Regions from separate parts of the Rattus norvegicus genome. Here region 1 is linked to region 2. Evidence: chromatin contacts called from public Hi-C data. All regions are on one chromosome and are shown on one strand. Each heading gives the region's core, a stretch centred on a gene start, on an enhancer-like site or on the middle of the called end of the contact. The rest is flanking DNA. Distances are from core to core; before and after follow the strand shown.

Region 1 (4,099 bases), core at 54-2,553, 37 kb after region 2:
GCTCTCCTTATTCGGTGGTGATGGTCTGAGATCAATTTAACTGCTCCTTTAAATGACCGCGGGATGGGATAGATAGATGGCTACCATTCCTTGTTGACGTTCATGATGTGATTGTAATGGGCATGATGTTAAATTGTCATGTGCTGTTTGAACTCACCAAGAAGATGAGCCTGGAGGGGGCGTTGCCAGCCCCATTTCATACCTAAACATATGTGCCTCAAAATGCCCACCCTTAACTAAGGTCTGGAGGTTGGCTGTCCTCTGAGTCTGTGATACAGAAGAAAGGAAAGAGACAAACAGCTCAGGAATGAAAACACTGTGTCCTTGAGAACAGCTAGAACAGAGGATACAATTGTTTATCCCCTAATATAAAAAAGTTTGCAGTGGGGAGAAAAAGCAGGAAGTTCATCAGGAGGGAGGAAAAACCAGAAGTTCAGCAGTGGGGAGCTCATCAAGGGGGCGAAAGATCACTGGGAAGGGATGCCAGTTGACCTCTCAACCTTCCCAGTCCAATTTTGCCGGTATTTTGAGCACTCAATTAGCCAATGTTTTACTCACCCACTCAATCTCATTCTCTGCCTCCCACCCTCCCTCTCTCCTTCCTTCCCTACCTTTCTCCTTCCTTCCCTCCCTCCCTCTCTCCCTTCCTCTCTTTCTCCCTCCTTCCCTCTCCCTTCCTCTCTCTCTCTCTCTCTCTCTCTCTCTCTCTCTCTCTCTCTTGATGTGTATACTTAATAAACATACCCACTGAAAACTCAAATTGTAGATCACTCTGGATTGTACAAAACAATGTCTTTGTAAAGGTTTTATAGTGTGGGTTGAATTTATCTTATCACCCCTCAAGACAAGCTGGAAAGGTGATTTGGCTTTAACCTGAGGTGTGCTCCTTAGTAGCTTTCAGGGGAGGGAAGGTCTGATTCTTTTGTTTGGAATTTAAGTCCTAAGAATGTAACCTTAGCTGGCTCAGAACTCATGATCCTCCTGCATTGGACTCCCAGGTGCGGAACTTGCAGATCAGTGCTACCTTGTCCTGCTGAGGATCTGCTGCTAACGGTGGGGATGCTAACCAGAAAGGTCCTGTCTTTATCCTTTACTTTTTCACTCTTCTCTTTGCTTTTCCTCACTGGGATTTCTTCCCTCCAAATGGGCTAAAGGATTACAATTAGAGACAGGAGTAAGGACAAGGCGGGCTCTCTTGCGGCAGGCTGAGCTTCCCCTGTCCCACTGGGGATGTAGGGGCCACAGGGCTCCACTTTGATGTGGGTCAGTGCCCTGCACGGATTGCAGTGAGAGCTGGGGGCAGGGCGTGGTAATGGATTCCAGAGAGGGTTGTGCAAGGCAGGCACACGGCCAACCCAGTGTGGACAAACATTCTCACCCTGTCTCCCGAAGATTCTTGCAGCTTGTGTGGGGCATTCCTAAAAGACGGGTGCATTTGTTTGACTTACATAACGTCTTACATCAGAAGACTAAAGCCGCCCTTCCGGGCTCGTGTCCTGTTGAACCGGGTCCAACCGAAACTTCTTTCCCTTCCATAGGTAGAAACCTGATTACCTGTGTAAGTGCCGCCTGCCGGTCCGCACGGCTGCCCGCCCTCTGCCCTTCTCTCAGGGATCTTGATGACATCGCTCCTTCCTCTTGGAATTTCACCCATTCATCAAGTCCTTAAAAGGACTCCTTCAGAACTCGTCCATGAGAGACTTCTCCCTCATAGGCTTATACTGAGCATGCATTAAGTGTGCTTTGGGGCAGAGGAGATGCCGGGAGATTCTCGAACTGCAAAGGAGCTCGGGGATTATTATGGTATGCACGAAGGAATTGCAGCTTGTAGCAAGAACTCTCCTTCTCTCTGTGCTCGCCCCAGGAATGAGGTGATAAACACAGGCAGTGGTACTTCGTTTGGCTTCTGTTTCCTGCCAAGTCTTTGGTCCTAAGTTCTTTCCTCTGTCCAAACTTAACCACATATCAGAGGATGATCTTGAACATGTGATCTTCCTGCTTCCCTTCTGAGTGCTCGGAATCCAATCAGCACTAAGCTAGGTTTAATGCCTTGATTTTTTAGTTTTTATTTTTATTTTTTAAAGTTTTTAAAGAAGCCCTCAGCAGGAGCTGCTTTAAAGCACTGTAACTAAGTCTACTCTGGGAGGTGAGCATTCCCCTCGGGAGCCTCTCAGTATTTTCTGTGCTTTGGCCCCCACCTGAAGACCAAAGCAGACCTGGGGTCAGAGGTGACTTGGACTGCACAGAAGTCCACCAGGGCATTGCACTGGCTTTGTGAAGGGTCGCTGGTAGATAAGGTCACAGGACTCAGAGAGGAAGGACTTCTATCCAAGTGTCCCTTACACCATGGGACACCAGGGAGAGCGGACTTTGCTTCTAAGGCCTCCTTTCTATATCTCCTACTAAGATGGGCTCCAGGCACAGGGTCTAGGAGACAAGAAGGACAGAGAAAGGGAAGGAGAGAACAAGAGGAGGGAGTGTGACACATTGGTGGTGTGGCTGTCACAGGGCTATCCATATGAGGCAAAGTAAAGCGTCCTGCAGTCACTCCATGCAGCTGAGGCAAGGTGAGGGCATGGGTGGTTCTTAGTAAGCACAGTGGTTCCAACTCCAGAGAAAGCAGACTCAGCCCTGTGTAAGAATGTGCAGTCAATTCCTGACACCCTGACTGGAGAACTCTGGTCATCCAAGTTAGCTTTACCTGTCAACTTGGCATAGTCTGAATTTACCAGAGAAGGAGCCATCCACTGTGGGATCAGATCGGCCTATGGGATGGTCACAGGAAACTGTCCTGTGCTCAGCCCACTGTGGGTGGTACCATCCCTAGACCGGTGGCCCCAGGCTGTGTAAGAAAGCCAGCTGAATTTGAGCCTGAGAACAAGTCATCAAGCAGAGCCTCTCCATGGTTTCCGCTTTAAGTTCTTGTTTGAGTGCCTGGCCTGACCTCCCTCAGTAATGGGCTGTGTCCTGGAAGTGTAAGACAAATAAACCTTTCCTCTTTTGGTCAGTGTTCTATCATAACAGAAAGAAAAGCAGACCATCCTGGAAAGGAAGCTTTCAACACAACTGTGAGGCCCTATTGTCTTCCCCAGTCTCTCTCTCTCTCTCTCTCTCTCTCTCTCTCTCTCTCTCTCTCTCTCTCTCAATTTCTATCTCAGTCAATCAATCACTCACTCCCCCTCCTCCGTCCTCCCATTATCTGTGAGTACATTTAGAAAGCTTGTCAGAGTCTGAAGCTAACACGGAGCGGGAAAAACCAGACGTGGAAAATCTGAGTAAAAATCCTCAGGAAAATACAATAAAATGTTCCTAAAAAATTAAAATTAATCACTTGAGTATGTGTGGCTTGCATTTTTAAGTTAAAAATGAAATTTCAAGGTGTGGCCCCTTATCCCCTTATAACATTCATGGGGCTGGCTATAAAGTGTTGCCATTATTTTTTGAAACTTTCTATTTCAAATGGTGTTGGATTAAAAAAAAAAACCATGGTATTCTGAAGTAAGGGCTGTAACATCAGCCAGGGCCGTTCAGTCAGCATTTCCACTTGTAAATGGGAATGTGAGATACTTGCTAACAGATACAGATTCATTTCAGTTACTGGAGACGCCAACAAAAATGTGATTATGAAGTTAAGATGTATTATTTTTTATAAGAGCGGAATAGTTGCAAATAACTAGCTAGCTTGATATCATAAAGAATAATTGGCTAAAATTCTTAGGGCTCAATGTGAGGCTGAGAAGCCCTTTCTCTGTGAAGTCTGGCTTCTTTTGTACAGTAGGAACAGTCATTTAAAGCCCCAGAAATGGGGCCTTTTAACCTGAGTGTGGCCATCTGTAGGGACTGGGTGAATGACACTCTGTAAACAAGTGGACAGACAAACAGATAGACTGTGGCCAGGACGGTGGAATTCACCTGTGTATTTAGATGCATGGGGTTTAATCTAGAATTAGGTACTCAGGAGAGGGTATCCCAGTGCAAAGGTCAGAAAGCTGGCCCTCACTGTCAGGGAACACCCCCAAATGTCAGTAGAAGGATGCTAAGTCTACAAGCCAAAATACTTGGAGCAGTTTTCAAAACCTTGATGCCAGCAGATGAACTC
Region 2 (4,167 bases), core at 696-3,195:
CACCACTGCTCCCTGTAAGCAGAGACGAGTTTCTGTAAAGCATGAAGAACAGGGAAGGCGGACAGTTTTCTCCCTGCTCTACTCCTACAACTGTTAATAAGTAATCCAGTGGTCAGGAAGCAAAGAGGCAGGGGAGCGGCCAACACCAAACAGAAACAAAATTACCGATCCATCCTTCCACCCCGTTCTCCAGAGTTCCCTGCCTTGTATTCAGAGAAGCGTGAACCCTGTTGTCAGAACTTTAACATTCCAAGTCAACTACGCCCTCCCTGTTTCCTAAAACCACTCCTTCCCTCACGGTGCATCTCCATGGGCTTCACCCAGCCCCTGCTTTTCACACTTTTAGAGAATCATAAAAACCAGTATTTCAGGGTCCTGGTTTTCCTTATTCTGCTGTGTTTTTCTGTCTTGGTAAAGTAGGGGAAGGGTGGTGTAGCCCGCAGAACAGGTCTACAAGGCCATTGGAAATCAGGATCCTAAGACTCAAACTGAACTGGACAGAGACGTTAAAATCAACTTGGATTCTTTCTGCAGCTCGTAGGAAGGAGTCCCAACCAGTGTGGGCAGCAAAAGCCGCTGTTCAAAGCCTGGATGGCAGCACAGGGAGCAGTGGATCTGCTGGGCGGGTAGGCAGGAGACGATGAGTTTGTATCCCCAGTACCCAAGTAGTGTGTTCCTGAAACCCTAACACAGGGTGGGGTGAAGACACAGAGATTCTTGGGCCTCGATGATCAGGCACCCTAGCTGAACTGGTGAGTTCCAGGTTCAGTAAGAGACCTCGACCCCTAAAACAATGCGGAGAGCTGGAGAAGAAGACGTCCAGTGCTGACCTCTGGCCTCCACAAGTGCTTGTATGCTCTACCCTCGGGCTACGCTGATGTCATTGGACAGACCTGCCTATACTTGGAATCTGGGACCTTATGTGACAGTTCCTGAGTGGAGTATACCATGGGACAGTAAGTGAATGCAGGAGAAGCCAGGTGTGTGCGTGCGTGTGCGTGTGCGTGTGCGTGTGCGTGTGTGTGTGTGTATGCGCGTGCGCGCATGTGCACACGAGCCCATGCCTACTTGTGCTCTCTACAAACAAAGGCCAAATAATTTGGGATTTAGAACTGGTCACTTTCTCTTTGATTTGAAATGGGTATAGGTGCTGTGCTGAAGTTGGGTTGTCTCCAGGTTTTATGAAGGAGTAAGGCCCACGTGGAGAGTTGGAAAGCCCCCTCTGGAAGGTGGTCATTAGAAAGTGGGCTGGTGGATGGATCTCAAAGGGTGAGGGTCAGCTCTGTCTCCAAAGGCCGTGGGCGGTTTTGTCTTCCACACTGAGTGGTTGCAGGATCTCAGATGGGTGTTATAATGGGGCAGGGAGCCTCTTCAGGGGAGCTGTCCTTTGTGTAGATTGTAAAAGAAGGCAAATTTTGGAAAGAAGAAAAGCTGGCAGGGCTCTTAAAAAAAAGTCTGTTCCAACTTGCCTGTCTTGAAAAAAGAAAACCCAACATTCCTTTGAGAAGCAGTTTTTTCAAAGTATTCGCCCTGGAGCTGTCCTTCCTACTCAACCAAGCTTATCTTTCAAAACAAACATTTACTCCTTTCTGCTACTGAGTGTGAGGAAGTTCCCCTGAGCTAGTGCCCTACAAACAGATCCCAGAGGCAACTGTCACCCCCACCCCCAGGGCAGGACGAATGACTAATGCAACCACAGGCCTGGGGAGCCCAGCAGAGAGTCTGTGACAGGCTGCTCAGTTCTTACTGAAGGGAAAACACATGCAGGCAACCATACAAATTAAACCCTGGGTCTCTTTGACCCCGTGGAAAATGTGTGCCCCGTGGAAAGAGATGGGTGACGCTTGGAACGCTTGTGTCATTTCTCCTAAGATGTTCCGGGCTCAAGGCATGGCTGCAAGACAAATAACCATATGAAACAGTCTTTCCAGCTCATCGCACCACCAGCTGTTTTCTCTGCCTCCTGCCCTGCCCCGCTAAGCCCTGCTCCGTGTTGGCTGGGCTGGAAGGCTCCACAGCCTGCGTTCTGTTTCCTTTCCCAGTTCTCTGCTGCATAAATCTTTTGGGATTTTTTTTTTTTTATTCCTAAGCCCTATAGCAGCACACCTCTAAATCCAGCTCTCGGAGGCCACCTGTGTCTCTTTAATCTTATTAGTCTATAGTTAAGTCTAAACCTCACTCTGGCTCACGAGAAACCAGTATCTCCAACAGTAGCTACTTTTCTGTAAACTATTCATTACTTGTGCGTTTAAGTGTGTGCACCAGTGTGTGTGTGTGTGTGTGTGTGTGTGTCTTGTGTGTACCAGTGTGTGAGGGCTCCTGTGAGCATGTGAGACTGGAAGAGGCATCCTGTTCTAGAATGATCACCCCCCCCCCCCCCCGCGCCTTATCTCTTTAAGACAGACTCTCACACTGATCCTCTAGTCTCCAGCTCTTACAGCACTGGACTACAGGCAGACACTCATGGGACCACACCCGGCTTTTGGGTGGGTGGTCGGATCTAAGCTTAGTCAAGCTTCTCCTTTATCCACAGCAGTCCTCTTTGCCCATGGAAGTCATTGCCAGTCTCTGTCCTGAACTGGGACAGTCTGTGGCTAGGGTTACAGGGCTGACCCTCCTGCACCCTGAGAGACGCTTGCTTGGTTCATAGTAGGCATCCAGTACATCCTCATCGATATTTTTCTTACATTTCACAATTGAGTCATAAAAGACAAATTTGATTCCTGACCAGAAGGCTATTCCCTACATTAGTAAGTCCATATGCTTCCACATATGATATAATCCAACTTAAAATCATCTCCATCATACATACATGAACAGAATCCTAAGATCTTGTTTCTGCTGTAGAGAGTTTTTGTCAAAGCATTGGCCACATCAAATGCTTCCAGAGGAGAATAGTTAAGGTTTGTGGAAGTGAGCTTTATGAACACCTCAACTTGGACCCCTCTGGGATACCTGCCTGCGGAGGCCTGGCCTGGAGCTACTGAGACCACTTCCTTTTCCTGGGCTGGGTTATTCATAAAGCACACCATTTGGTCCTTCCGGATTAGGGTCTAGGTATCCTTGAATGACTGAATGACTAGAATTGGAGCATCATCTAGGAACCAAAGAATCTGGAAAATGGCCAGTATCATCTGAGTTTACTTCAGTTCACAGTGCAAAGCCAGGAGCCGAGTTTCTCAGACCCATTTTATCAGGTGAACTAGTGCTTTGGGTTTTGGATAGGTTGCATCTCCAGTCTGTGGTGGTCTCTCCCTAGGATAGGGGTGGAGTAGTCTAGGAATAAGGGGAATCATTGCACTGACATAATATTCCTCTAAGTTTTAGCACTTCAACATACTTGCAGGTTAATAAGGGGCCACGAGGTTGGCATAGTTTGACAGGAATAAAACAGTTTTTACGTTGACTGAGAACACTGGGACTAGATGCGTCCTCCTGGTGCTGGCAAATCATTCCGCTGCACTGTGGCAGTGAAGAAGGCGCTGAGCTGCTACGCATGCGCACTTTATCTGTGAACTCTGCGCACTTTATCTGTGACCTGTGTGCTGTGAGGGAATGTTCTGTGGGAAAAATAACACCCGGGTTGGGAAGATGGCTCAGGCAGTAGAGGGACTTGCTCTGGAAGCATGAGAACTGGCTGAGTTCAATTTTGGCCATTAATGTATAGCCTCGTGTCATTCCTACCTCGGGGAACCAGGCAGATTCTTGTGGATCGCTGGCCTGCCAGGCTAGTTTACTTGATGAACTCCAGGCAAGTGAGAGAGCTTGTCTCAAAAAATAGGTGGTGGAGGTGGCACCTAAAACAACAACAGAAGTTGGCCTTTGGCCTCCATATATATGTATGCACATACATGTGCACCCACACACATATAATTCCTAATTTTATACTTGACTTTTACAAAGCGTTTATTCTGAAATTTGAAAGAAAATCTGGGCAGTTTTTACATCACATTCCACTCTTACAGCTTAGAATCAATGTATTATTGTGTATATAGCCCAAATATACAAAGGTAAGTTTAAATTGTCTTAGATTTTTATTATTTTAGTTTATCATAACTTAGCTATCTCCAGTGAACAGCTGACATCTTGTTAAACTGCGCCCCCCAGCCCTATCCCTGCCCAAATTACTAAGCAGGAGGAGTCTAATTATATAGTCTTACCACAGGG

What was found. Hi-C and Micro-C count contacts between places; a contact is called where the count stands out from the background.
Region 1: a Hi-C map of liver shows a contact between it and region 2, with 2.1 times the contacts expected there. The contact joins two enhancer-like sites. A contact is called at or near these places in 3 of 12 Hi-C or Micro-C datasets (liver and mammary epithelial cells).

What each region holds. Positions count from the first base shown.
Region 1 is chr2:122,536,173-122,540,271 of GRCr8, forward strand. No RefSeq gene overlaps it. Among named protein-coding and RNA genes, the nearest start is that of Spry1, 53 kb to the left of the region's middle. Within about 2 kb of position 1,304, at least 10 of the 93 cell types and tissues checked have an H3K27ac peak or open chromatin away from gene starts, as enhancers often do. A contact at or near this core is called in liver, where this site is marked.
Region 2 is chr2:122,498,811-122,502,977 of GRCr8, forward strand. No RefSeq gene overlaps it. Among named protein-coding and RNA genes, the nearest start is that of Spry1, 16 kb to the left of the region's middle. Within about 2 kb of position 1,946, at least 14 of the 93 cell types and tissues checked have an H3K27ac peak or open chromatin away from gene starts, as enhancers often do. A contact at or near this core is called in liver, where this site is marked.